2 separate regions of the Triticum aestivum genome follow, and region 1 is linked to region 2. A link is a contact called in public Hi-C data. All regions are on one chromosome and are shown on one strand. Each heading gives the region's core, a stretch centred on a gene start, on an enhancer-like site or on the middle of the called end of the contact. The rest is flanking DNA. Distances are from core to core; before and after follow the strand shown.

Region 1 (5,096 bases), core at 923-3,422, 450 kb before region 2:
TACATCATTTTCACTTGACAGGATAACTTCGCTGCCTTCCTCTATAGGCGACTGTGAATCTCTCTTCGAGGTGTGTGCTTTCTCTTCTCTCTTTCTCCAGTGAAGCAGCCACCTATCCTAGCATGCAGTGATCCTTCGAAGCAAATGCCCCATGAACTCTTTTGAGCTTTGTAGTTGGCAGTTGTTCACCAAAGTTTTGACTTCATCAGGTGGACTTATCATCGAATCTTTTAGCCGAACTACCAAAGGCTTGCGGAAACCTTCACAATCTGAAGGTATGTGCCTAACCGCCTATACCTACATGGGAAGATGCATTCGCAATCACTAGGTATGTATATGTGCACAACATCTGAGTTAAATGTCACAACATTAAATGTCCAATTGTAATGACTTTAAAAATGCAGATGCTTAACCTGTGAATGTAGTAATTATTCTTGTGCATAACATAATAGCACAACAAATTCAACCGTTATTAATGTGAATTATTCCTTCATGATGTTTTTGATCTCACGTAGGCTGAGTTAACTCTCTCAGCATGTGAGTTAACTCTCTTTGTTTCTTAAAGAATCATTCACTAAACTCTTGTTTAATTACTTGAGAGTCGAGAAAGTCATAAATGTTTAGGCTTTGGTGATATTGCATGATATATTTACTAAATTAGAGCATGGAATGGACGACTGGTTTTGTTTTATTTGGTCAATACTTGCTATCTTGTGGTGAAAACAGAAAATTATTTGTCTCTTGTTTCTTGTGTAACCGTGTTGCACATTTCTATTCTCTATTTGCTCGCCTCTTCTTTTTAATCTTGGCGACATTTATACTGAAGAGAACATACCGTACTATTCGATGTTTGTAAGAAGTTACTTCCAACAGGCTCTGCATCTAAGGAACAATGGTCTTAATTCCCTACCGCCGACTTTATTCAAGAAGTGCTGGCGGCTTACTACACTTGATCTCCATGGCACTGGAATTACAAATGACATTCTTCGACAGGTATAAGTTCATAGAAAGGTTGAAACCTTCACACATAGGTAGTTTTGTTTGTTATCATCATCGCTCCAGTGGAATTAAGATGGCTATACACATTCTTTTTTTTGACCGACATACTTACATTTGGAATAGGAAATTATAGTTTCACCATTCAAGTTCTGTTTGTTTCTGCAATCTCTCTTACTGCTGCTTTCTATAGCTGGGTTCGCCCTGGGACACTTCCACATAATATAGTTTCCATGTTTATACCACCTTGTTGATAAGTACACTATTTGTTCTATATCGATGCTATTCCTTACATTTTAACCGAAATATGATTAAATCCTCTACCGTATTGCCTGTTTGGCCTTGGCTCTGACATAGATATTTTATGGTGCTAATGTTATTTTACTTTATACGAGCAGCTGGAGGGCTGGGAGGAGTTTGATGAACGTAGGCGGCAGAAGTATCAAAAGCAGCTGGATTTTCATGTAGGATCATCAGGTGTTTTCGACGAGGGTGCGGATGATGATAACCGGCATGCATAATTGTCTTTCTTATTACAGACAGGGTTTTGCGCTTCCAATATTGTCCCAGAATTATTCTAGAATTGAACTTGAACAGACACGGAGCTGATATTATTCCTCACATTTTGGTCGTGTATTTGTTTATTCCTATCATTTCATTACATTTTAATACCAAGTGATGAAAAGTGGTGGCTACCTGTTAAACATTATCAGAGCATTTGCATCCCCAGCATTCATAACTTATCAAGAACTTCCAAGATTTTTTTAGAAACACTATGATTGCCTATGCGTTGCAACCGGGATTAGAATTTTTCTAGTACTGTAACCTGTGTTTATCTGCCCATATTAACCTGATTGTGTAAAAAATATTATTTTATTTGGTAAGCACTTATTGGCTTATGAAAGAAAATATATTTTTGTTTGGTAAGTTAATAATAGGTGGATGCAGTTAAGGCAGTTTCAGGAAAATTTATGTAAAAAACTTGAGATGAGACAAAAAGAATCAAAACGGGAGAGTGAGGGGAGAATGGATGTAAGGTTGGACGAAGCATAAGCGGACGACAGAACCCAAATATTTTTTAGGTAAATGTTTGGGAACGGTGCGCTGGCTGAAACTTGGCCGGTCGCACCTCGCTCGCTCGGGAAACCACGACACAGATCCACACCCGCTCGTGACGGGAAGAAACACAAGAAGCCATGTCCATTGTGAGACCCACACACGATCTATCCCCACCTTATCTCTTCCTCCTCCTCTCTCTCTTCCTCAATCCCCTTTTTTCTGTTTCATCCCGATCCTGAATACCTCGCCGCCGTTTGTACCTCCTGACGAGCTCTTATCCATGGCGAGGGGAGGGGGCGGGTGTGATGTTTTGTTGGGCGACGGTAGGGCGCGCACTGCGAGCAGATGGCGGGGGTGGTGGTCCAAAGGCACTGGACGACGGCGCATCACGAGCACGAGTGGCGGCACGGCCGGCAACTGCAAGCTATGTGGCCGCCGGCGTGGATTGGCTCGGCGGTGCTGCAACCGCAGTTCCGCAGAGCTGCAACCGTGGTCGGAGAAAGCTGGAACCACGGTCTAGCGGAGCTGCAAGGTTCCTACATGCTGGTGAGGGGGTGCTACAACCATGGATGAGAAAAGCTGGAAGCGTTGTCCGGCGGAGCTACAACCAGATCCGGTGGAGCTGCGAGGTGAACCAGTCGTTTTTGTTGGCACCGTCCTTTTTTTCTTTTGCTACAACCGCAAGTTTTTTTTTGCTGGATCGCTGAGATGTTTTTGTTTCGTGACCGTCGGCAGCGAGGCATGATTTTTGGCGACATTGTCGGCCCTCGGTTGGTTTGTGAGGTGTTCTTTTTGCTGGAACCGGCATATTATTTTGCTGGAACTACCTTATTTTTTGCTACAATCGACCCTGCAGCTCTTCTCCTCTGAATTTGTTTTTGCTGGAACCGATCTATTCTTTTGCTGGAAGCTGTGGTATTTTTCTCGCTACAACTAATCATTGGAGCTATTTTTTGCAACTGAATTTGTTATGTTGGAACTTGAGCTTTTTCTTGCTGGAACCTAGTAATATTTTGCTTCAAGGATTTTGTTTTGTTTTCAGTTTTTTTGTAGGACAACAGATGCAAGCCGACGAGCCGGAGGCAATGACGTAGATCAGGGGGATGCTGCAACCATGGCGAATCGTGAGCTGGAATTAACCGGGGGAGGGGATTAGAGCTGCAATCTGTCGGTGACCGCGCGCTAGGGGATCCACTGGCGGCTGTTATGCAATCCCCAAGAGCGGCCCCGGCGAGCGCGCCGACGATCGGCTCGGCGAGCTGCTAGCGCGAGGCCCGGGCGGTTCATGGAGTTGTGCTTTGTACGCGAGCGAGGAGGGGATTTTTTTTTCTAGATCTGACGGTCACGTGTGTCTGTATCCAACGCTAGGGCGCTGACCGGCTGAAAATTTCGGCGCGCGCCTAGCAGTGCCTTCTTTTTTAACGCGATATAAGAGAACCACGCAGAGCAAATCTTGATGTAAAAATGGAAAAAATAAAATAGAATTATCTTTTGGTTATAAAATATACATTCTGTCATTATTTAAACTGACAAAAATAGATGTGCCCATTGATCTTTTTGACCAGTTTACCAAAGATAAGAGATCTAAACTGCCAAAACATCTTACATTTGCAAATAAAGGGTGTATTTATTTGTTTATAGAGCATGAATTTATTGCTGTTTGTTGGATTACAAAAGATGTCTAACCGGCATTAGGTTTTATCCCAAAAAACAATTTGTTGGGGGATCGTGAATTTAGTGCTATACAATAGATTGATCTGATTTATTGGGTTATCAAAAATCTTTTTTATGAAAACCAGATCGACATGGAAATCTGAAAAAAATGATGAAGGTTGGAAGGAGAGACGAATAGTGGTGGTGAGAAAAATTAACGCAAGATGGAACATGTATCAAGTCTAGACTTGAACTCAGGTGGGTAGATTTTACTGCAAGGAATTACTTCACTAGAACTTTTAAGATGCTTCCAAATGATTATCGATTGTCTATTTGATTATTCTAATCTTGTAGGCGAAGGATGCTGTGTATTGTCGAGTTAATTGCAAAAAATCATCATATTTGGGGCATCGATTGCAGAAAACCGCCTAGTTCATAATTTTATGCAAAAATCATCGCGTTTTTAGTAAACTTTTTGCAAATTGCACTGATCAGGTGATTTAGCCCATTTAATCACTTTTTGACACATGGAACCGGGCTGTAAGGAGCTGACTTGGCAAAAATTACACACAGACCCCTAGTAGATCTAAAAAAAGTAATCAACCCCTGGACATGCCCGACAGAGCCCGCTGCCTCGATCCCGTCGGATCGTGAGAGCCCGAGCTGGCCGGCCCCCCGCGCCACTCCGGCGACGTCGCTGCCATCGACAAGCACGTCGGCGACCACCGCTACAGGCTTCGTGCGGCCAGAGTGTTAGGGAACGTAGCAGAAATTCAAAAATTCCTACGTGTCACCAAGATCAATCTATGGAGTCATCTAGCAACGAGGGAGGAGTGGATCTACATACCCTTGCAGATCGCGCGCGGAAGCGTTCAATAGAACGGGGTTGATGGAGTCGTACTCGTCGTGATCCAAATCACCGATGATCCTAGCGCCGAACGGACGACACCTCCGCGTTCAACACACGTACGGAGCAACGACGTCTCCTCCTTCTTGATCCAGCAAGGAGGAAGGAGAGGTTGAGGAAGATGGCTCCAGCAGCAGCACGACGGCGTGGTGGTGATGGAGCTGCAGTACTCCGGCAGGGCTTCGCCAAGCTCTATGGAGGAGGAGGATGTGTTGGAGAGGGAGAGGGAGGCACCAAAGGCTTAGGTGAGAAGTCCTCCATCTCCCCCACTATATATAGGGGGGCCTAGGGGGGGCACCGGCCCTAGGAGATGCAATCTCCTAGGGGGGCGGCGGCCAAGGGAGGAGTCCCTCCTCCCCAAGGCACCTAGGGGGTGCCTTCCCCCTTTGGGACTCTTCCCCTAGGGTTTTTCCACCCTAGGCGCATGGGCCCTAGAGGGAAGTGGCGCCCCAGCCCACTTTGGGCTGGATCCCTTCCCACT
Region 2 (5,418 bases), core at 1,340-3,839:
TGACAACACATGTCTATGGTTAGGAAACCTTAACCAATTTTTATCAACGAGCTAGTCTAGTAGAGGCTTATACTAGGGACACTTGTATTTGTTTATGTATTCACACATGTATTTAAGTTTTCAATCAATATGATTTTAGCATGAATAATAAACCTTCATCATGAATAAGAAAATATAATATAAAATAACAACTTTATTATTGTCTCTAGGGCATATTTCCTTCACGCAAAACCTCCATGCCGAGGTGCCTCAGCCTCATCGAGGGGTTGCCGCCGCCTCCTCCTGCCTCAGCGCCTTGGCACCGAGCGCTGTTGCCACCGTGGCCAACACCGGCTGCAGCGGCGGCATGACTTGTTGTGGGGTGTGGGGCTGGCGGCGATGGGATCTGATCCCCCTGGCGCCGCCCTGGGGTGGCGGGGCGAGGGGGTCGGAGGGGTCTTCCTAAACACTGTCTTGTGGGAAAGGCTGCTCAGATGTAGAAGTGCACCTGAACGACGTATTTGTACAAGATAAAAATGTATATTATTGGTATTGAGAGGATTCCGAATTAGCATTCATTTTTTAATAAATTTTCAATGCAATAACTTCTCAGATCACGACATTCATTTTTGAACAAATTTCCAATGCAACAACTTCTCAGATCACGGCTCATATCAACGGCTAAAGACGTTTTCGTAGATACGTACTCCCACGCCTACGTGGCCCTATAAATTTTCGGTGCCCTGGCGATGACTACTGGTAGAGCAACGTACCGCCCCAAGGCTCGCCGCCGAGGCTGACTGAGGCCACCCACTCCATCTTCGTTCCAGCCAATCGAGTGAAAACCCATGTATTTGCGTTGATCTTTCCTTGTCAAGCAATTTAACGGTATGTGTATGTAGGTATGCGCTGCTAAAGGCTCAGTCACACGCTGGAAGAGTACAAAAGGAAATTAAGCGGAAGCTCCAAATCAAGAAGGCGTTAGAGCATCCACATGTGCGGGTCACCAAATCCGGCCCCTCAACCGCACTGGGACACGTCCGGATGCGTCTGTGGCACTGATCAAGCACTTCTAAAATCTTGTCATTCACATAATATCTTATATCCATATTAAAACGTACAACATGAATATAACTGTATAGATCATCAAACGGATATAAAAATAGACATAAAAATGCACAATCCTATCACCAACGTATATCTTAGATCACCAAAAGTTCACATAATCCACGTAAACGACGGATAAGTTTATACTAGATTAGTAAAACTTGAAATTACAGACACAGACGGCAGTGCTTCACCACTTCCTCGTCGTTCCTTTGCCCTTCCAGTCACCAGCCTTGTTGTAGGCATCCGGGCAGGCGTCGGTGGCAAGAGGTGGGTAGTTGGAGTCGGAGCAGTGGTCGGAGGAGGAACCGGAGATGGCAATGAAGGCCTCATTCGCCGAATAACCCGGTCCTACTTCCGCTTGAGCTTGGCCACCCTCGCTGCCTTGTGTTCGGACTGCTCAATGGCTAGCCAGAACGCCTTGGTGTTCTTCCTCCCTAGTCGGCGAGCGTCTCTCGCCGCCGTGGTAGACCAACGCGAGAAGCAGCTCCTCCTCGTCGGGCATCACTGGAACGCCTCCCTCTCCCTTGCCCACTATCTCTCGCGGCAGGCGACGCACGCCTTCATTTTTGGCGTGCGCGGCTGCGGTGCCGGTGGAGCGAGCACTAGAACCCATCGCTGCCCTTACACAGCATCGCACGGTAGGGGAGGTGGACGGCGGAGGGGCGACACGGATTGAGCAGCCGCGCGGAGCTGCGCGCTGACGGAAAGGGCTAGCTCGGCATCGGGCGAGCGGTGACGGACCAGATCCAGAACTGCCCACATGTCCATCCATGGCCGCTCCATTGTAATGCGGAGGGTCGGCTTGTCCTTGTCATCGACGAAGTTGTCGGAGTGGCTGCGGAGCTCGGCATGCTCGCCGGAGATTGGATTATATCAAATCAGAGAAGGGGAGGAGAAGAGACGAAGCGTGAGTGGAGCAAAGTGTGTGTAGGATTTCCGGATCAGGATTTTTGTGGGGACAGACTGGGGTTGACGGTTCGCTGGACTGACGTGGCGGACACGTCCGGGCCGCCTCATATTCGCCCTACATTTAAACTAGATATAAAAGGCGTCGAAAAGCCTAGACGTTTGAGACCGATTTTGAGATACTCGGGTGAGTCGGCTCATTTTAATCGGTCCGTCCGTTCAGACGTTTGAGTACGGTTCGAGGGATAGGGATTTAGATGCTCTTAGACTGGTCATAGTGGGGAGTAACTTAGACTAGTGTCTGCATATGACACTAGTCTATGTTACTACCTTCATAGTGCAAAGTGTCATAAAAGTAGTATCATATAAGGTTGCATTTATTAGCTTATAGACTCAACATTTTTTGAAAAGCGATATGTAATGGTAACATAATATGTTACTCCAAACACCACTCTCCTCATTAACTAGATGTCATCATCACATGTCGTTACTAGCTAAGTTATTCCCCCTATGACTAGCCTTATGCAGTGCCCGCGTGGCTCTCGGCGGCCTATTTACATGCGCTCCCTCTCCCATGATCCATACCACCTCTCCACCTAGCTAGCACGGCAGTGGATGGCCAAGAAGAGCTCCACGTGCTCCAGATCAAAACTGCTCAAATTCTTCCTGGGATCTCTTGTACAAGCTACAAGCCATTGATCCTTTCCCTAGCCGGATCTTTAGGCCGCGCGGCGAGAGCAAATAATCGGCGGGCAGGCGCGTACGCATGCGTGTGTCGATTCAAGTGCTCTGGCCTGGAAATGTAAGCGCGCTCTCTCTTTCTATATATATACATGTAAATGTGTGTGTGTGTGTGTGTGTGTGTGTGTTCGGAGGTGCGTTCGTGAAGAATTTGCATGCTGCGCGCAAAATCAGTCGTGATTTTTCCAAACCGTACAATTCACGTGACTTGGCCTAGCATGCCTGCGGCTGGGTGACTTGGTTTAACAAGAGTTGTTGAGTTTAACTGTAAAAATAAACGAGGATGCGTCCATCCATCTAACACACGTAGTACATGCGTTGGTACGAAAGGACTTTGCAACACCACAGATCCCGCCCGGCATCCCGATGCATGCGGCGGATGCTCCCTTCCATGTGCTGATATGCGTGCATGTGCCCAGATTTGGTCCCAATAAACGACACTCTTGAGAGCTCGTACTACTTCGCAGTAGTACGTAGTACGTCAGTGTATTGTTAACTTTGAGTAGTACGGAGTAGTTTAATAAAGTAAATCTACTACAAGTAAAGAAATAAGGTTTGAAACTAGTATCTTTTTGTGCGGGATGAAATCCACCGCTTTCCCCCGCGAAAAAAGAAAGAAATATGGAATTCACCGCTTGGCAAACGCGGTCAGCAATGCTCCACACGATTCACCTTCCTCTAGCGGTTGATTCAATCTGCCTGCCAAATCACATACTCCTAGTACTTGGTTGCACGGGGCCGCAAACTCCATGACTCACTCTCACATCGATATGACGGGGAGCTCACACCGGGCCGAGGCCAGAACAAAACAGGGACGTGCCGGCAGACGTTGCTCTCTCTACCGGTCCCTCACCGCGGCCAGCAACAAGCACCACACACCTCTCCCGTCGCTTCGCTCGCTCCGTACGTCCGAAAGCCTCTCCTCTCGCGGGGCCAGGTCGACTCGGCTCGGCTCTCATCCGTAGCCGTGTCACCTCTCACCAGTCAAGATCGCGTCTTGATGAACTGCCAGCCAGCCTCTTTTGGAGTTTCCTGGGGGCCCAAAAAAACTTTTCTCCAGCAAGCCTCGGAAAGTAAGCATGGGACAGCCAGTCCCCATGGCCGGCGTAAGCGCAGAAATGGATGTTAGCCCGGCTGTCACCTCCGTCGTCTGGACCTTGAGCGAGCGAGCGAGTGGCCGTTGTCGCGCGCGGGTTTCTACGGGGGGCTTGCGTCTTTTGACCTGTTTTCAAAAAAAGTGACACCGACGGTATACTCGTAGTAGCCAGTTTATAGGAGACCCGCCTATCATGTCAGGCTCCACGGGAGGGCGACCATGTGAATGTGATGCCCGCTCCTCCTCATCGCACGCGCGTGAGCTTGATCGATCGATCGATCGATCTCTCTGTTGCTGCGACACAACAATAGTTTCTGCGCGACCATATTAGTTTACGGAGTGTCCTGTGCGGAGACGCCTGTGCCTGTGTAGGCGCTTTATGCCAAGAAAAAATAGTACTGCATTGACGGTAGTACTGCATTTTCTCGCTTCAATCTACTAAAGGAAATCGAGCACCACTACGTAAACATATACTCCCTCTGTATCTAAACACTCTTATATTAGTATACGGAGTGAGTAATATATAAGATGTTTTCAATTTTGAGCTGCAAAAACATCTTGTATTAGTGTACGGAAGTGGTATTTGCTATCAAGACTTAAAAATAATATCTTCATCGACCGGAGAATTGCTTTCTTAGAAATATGCATTTCTTTTAAAGAAATGGATTTTACTTATTTATTTAGAACGGCATGGAGATATACATCCGCACTATGGACCATCGTTTGTTGTTCGCTAAGCATGGAATTCGCTTCCATGGTGATCACCAAACACTAAAAAATTCAGTTCGTAATCACGTTTGTGCCATTGCACCCGCTTCTTGCTTCGTGCATGTTGTTCGTGCTTGCAATGGTAGAGCACAAGAGGTAGAGCATATCCGAGAGACTCATGCGGCATTTTTTGAGCTACCAAGTCACCACATGCGCCTCATAGCCTCACATAGTTTAAAAATTGTTTTGATCATCAATTGCACCAATAATTTATGAGTTATGTGCAATAAATATATCATTTTATTTTATATATGAACTCAATGGCATATTTTCTGATATATAATTAAAAAAAATACTAGAACAATAGATAATTTATTAGTGATGGTCAAAGTTTGCCTCAAAATATGTGTGAGCTTATAATAAACCCACGGAAGGGAGTATTCTTCATCAGGACCAATGATGCTTGAGTGTTGCGCTAAAGTTATTTTAAATTGCTATGGAAAAATTATTACTAGTTGGTGAAACAAAGGGTATGAAAAGCAAGGAAATACTTTAAATAAAATAGATTGTGATAGTATCCCATAAGCCAAAGGAAACCTGGTGGCAAGTCCCTGGTAAGCTGGGCCTAGTCAAACTAAAGCACGTGTGAGATGTGCGTGAGACTGATTCATCCAGATCTACAGGGAACATACCAGTTAAAGCAAGTACAATAGTTACTATAAACCTATTTGCATGACATTTTTTGCTTATGTGAAGAACAAGAAATAAACAAGAAAGAGAGAGAGAGAGAGAGAGAGAGAGAGAGAGAGGACTCTCATGAAATAGCCAGCATCTGAACGTGCTCGTTGATAGGAATGAGTAACGCGACGGGGTAAAAG

The links. Hi-C and Micro-C count contacts between places; a contact is called where the count stands out from the background.
Region 1: a Hi-C map of leaf shows a contact between it and region 2, with 8 times the contacts expected there. The contact joins the enhancer-like site here to the promoter of LOC123044359 in region 2. A contact is called at or near these places in 2 of 5 Hi-C or Micro-C datasets (both in leaf) and 1 of 1 datasets of contacts at active chromatin or transcription factors (leaf).

Annotation. Positions count from the first base shown.
Region 1 is chr1A:245,435,432-245,440,527 of IWGSC CS RefSeq v2.1, reverse strand. It overlaps LOC123044374 (plant intracellular Ras-group-related LRR protein 8), which reads left to right. Exons shown (of 10, transcript XM_044467104.1): 7 at 22-70; 8 at 210-275; 9 at 874-993; 10 at 1,395-1,702. The coding sequence ends at 1,517. Among protein-coding and RNA genes, the nearest start is that of LOC123044374, 6.0 kb to the left of the region's middle. Within about 2 kb of position 2,172, at least 6 of the 8 cell types and tissues checked have an H3K27ac peak or open chromatin away from gene starts, as enhancers often do. A contact at or near this core is called in leaf, where this site is marked.
Region 2 is chr1A:244,985,100-244,990,517 of IWGSC CS RefSeq v2.1, reverse strand. It overlaps LOC123044359 (silicon efflux transporter LSI2), which reads left to right and starts at 2,589. Exons shown (of 4, transcript XM_044467092.1): 1 at 2,589-2,797.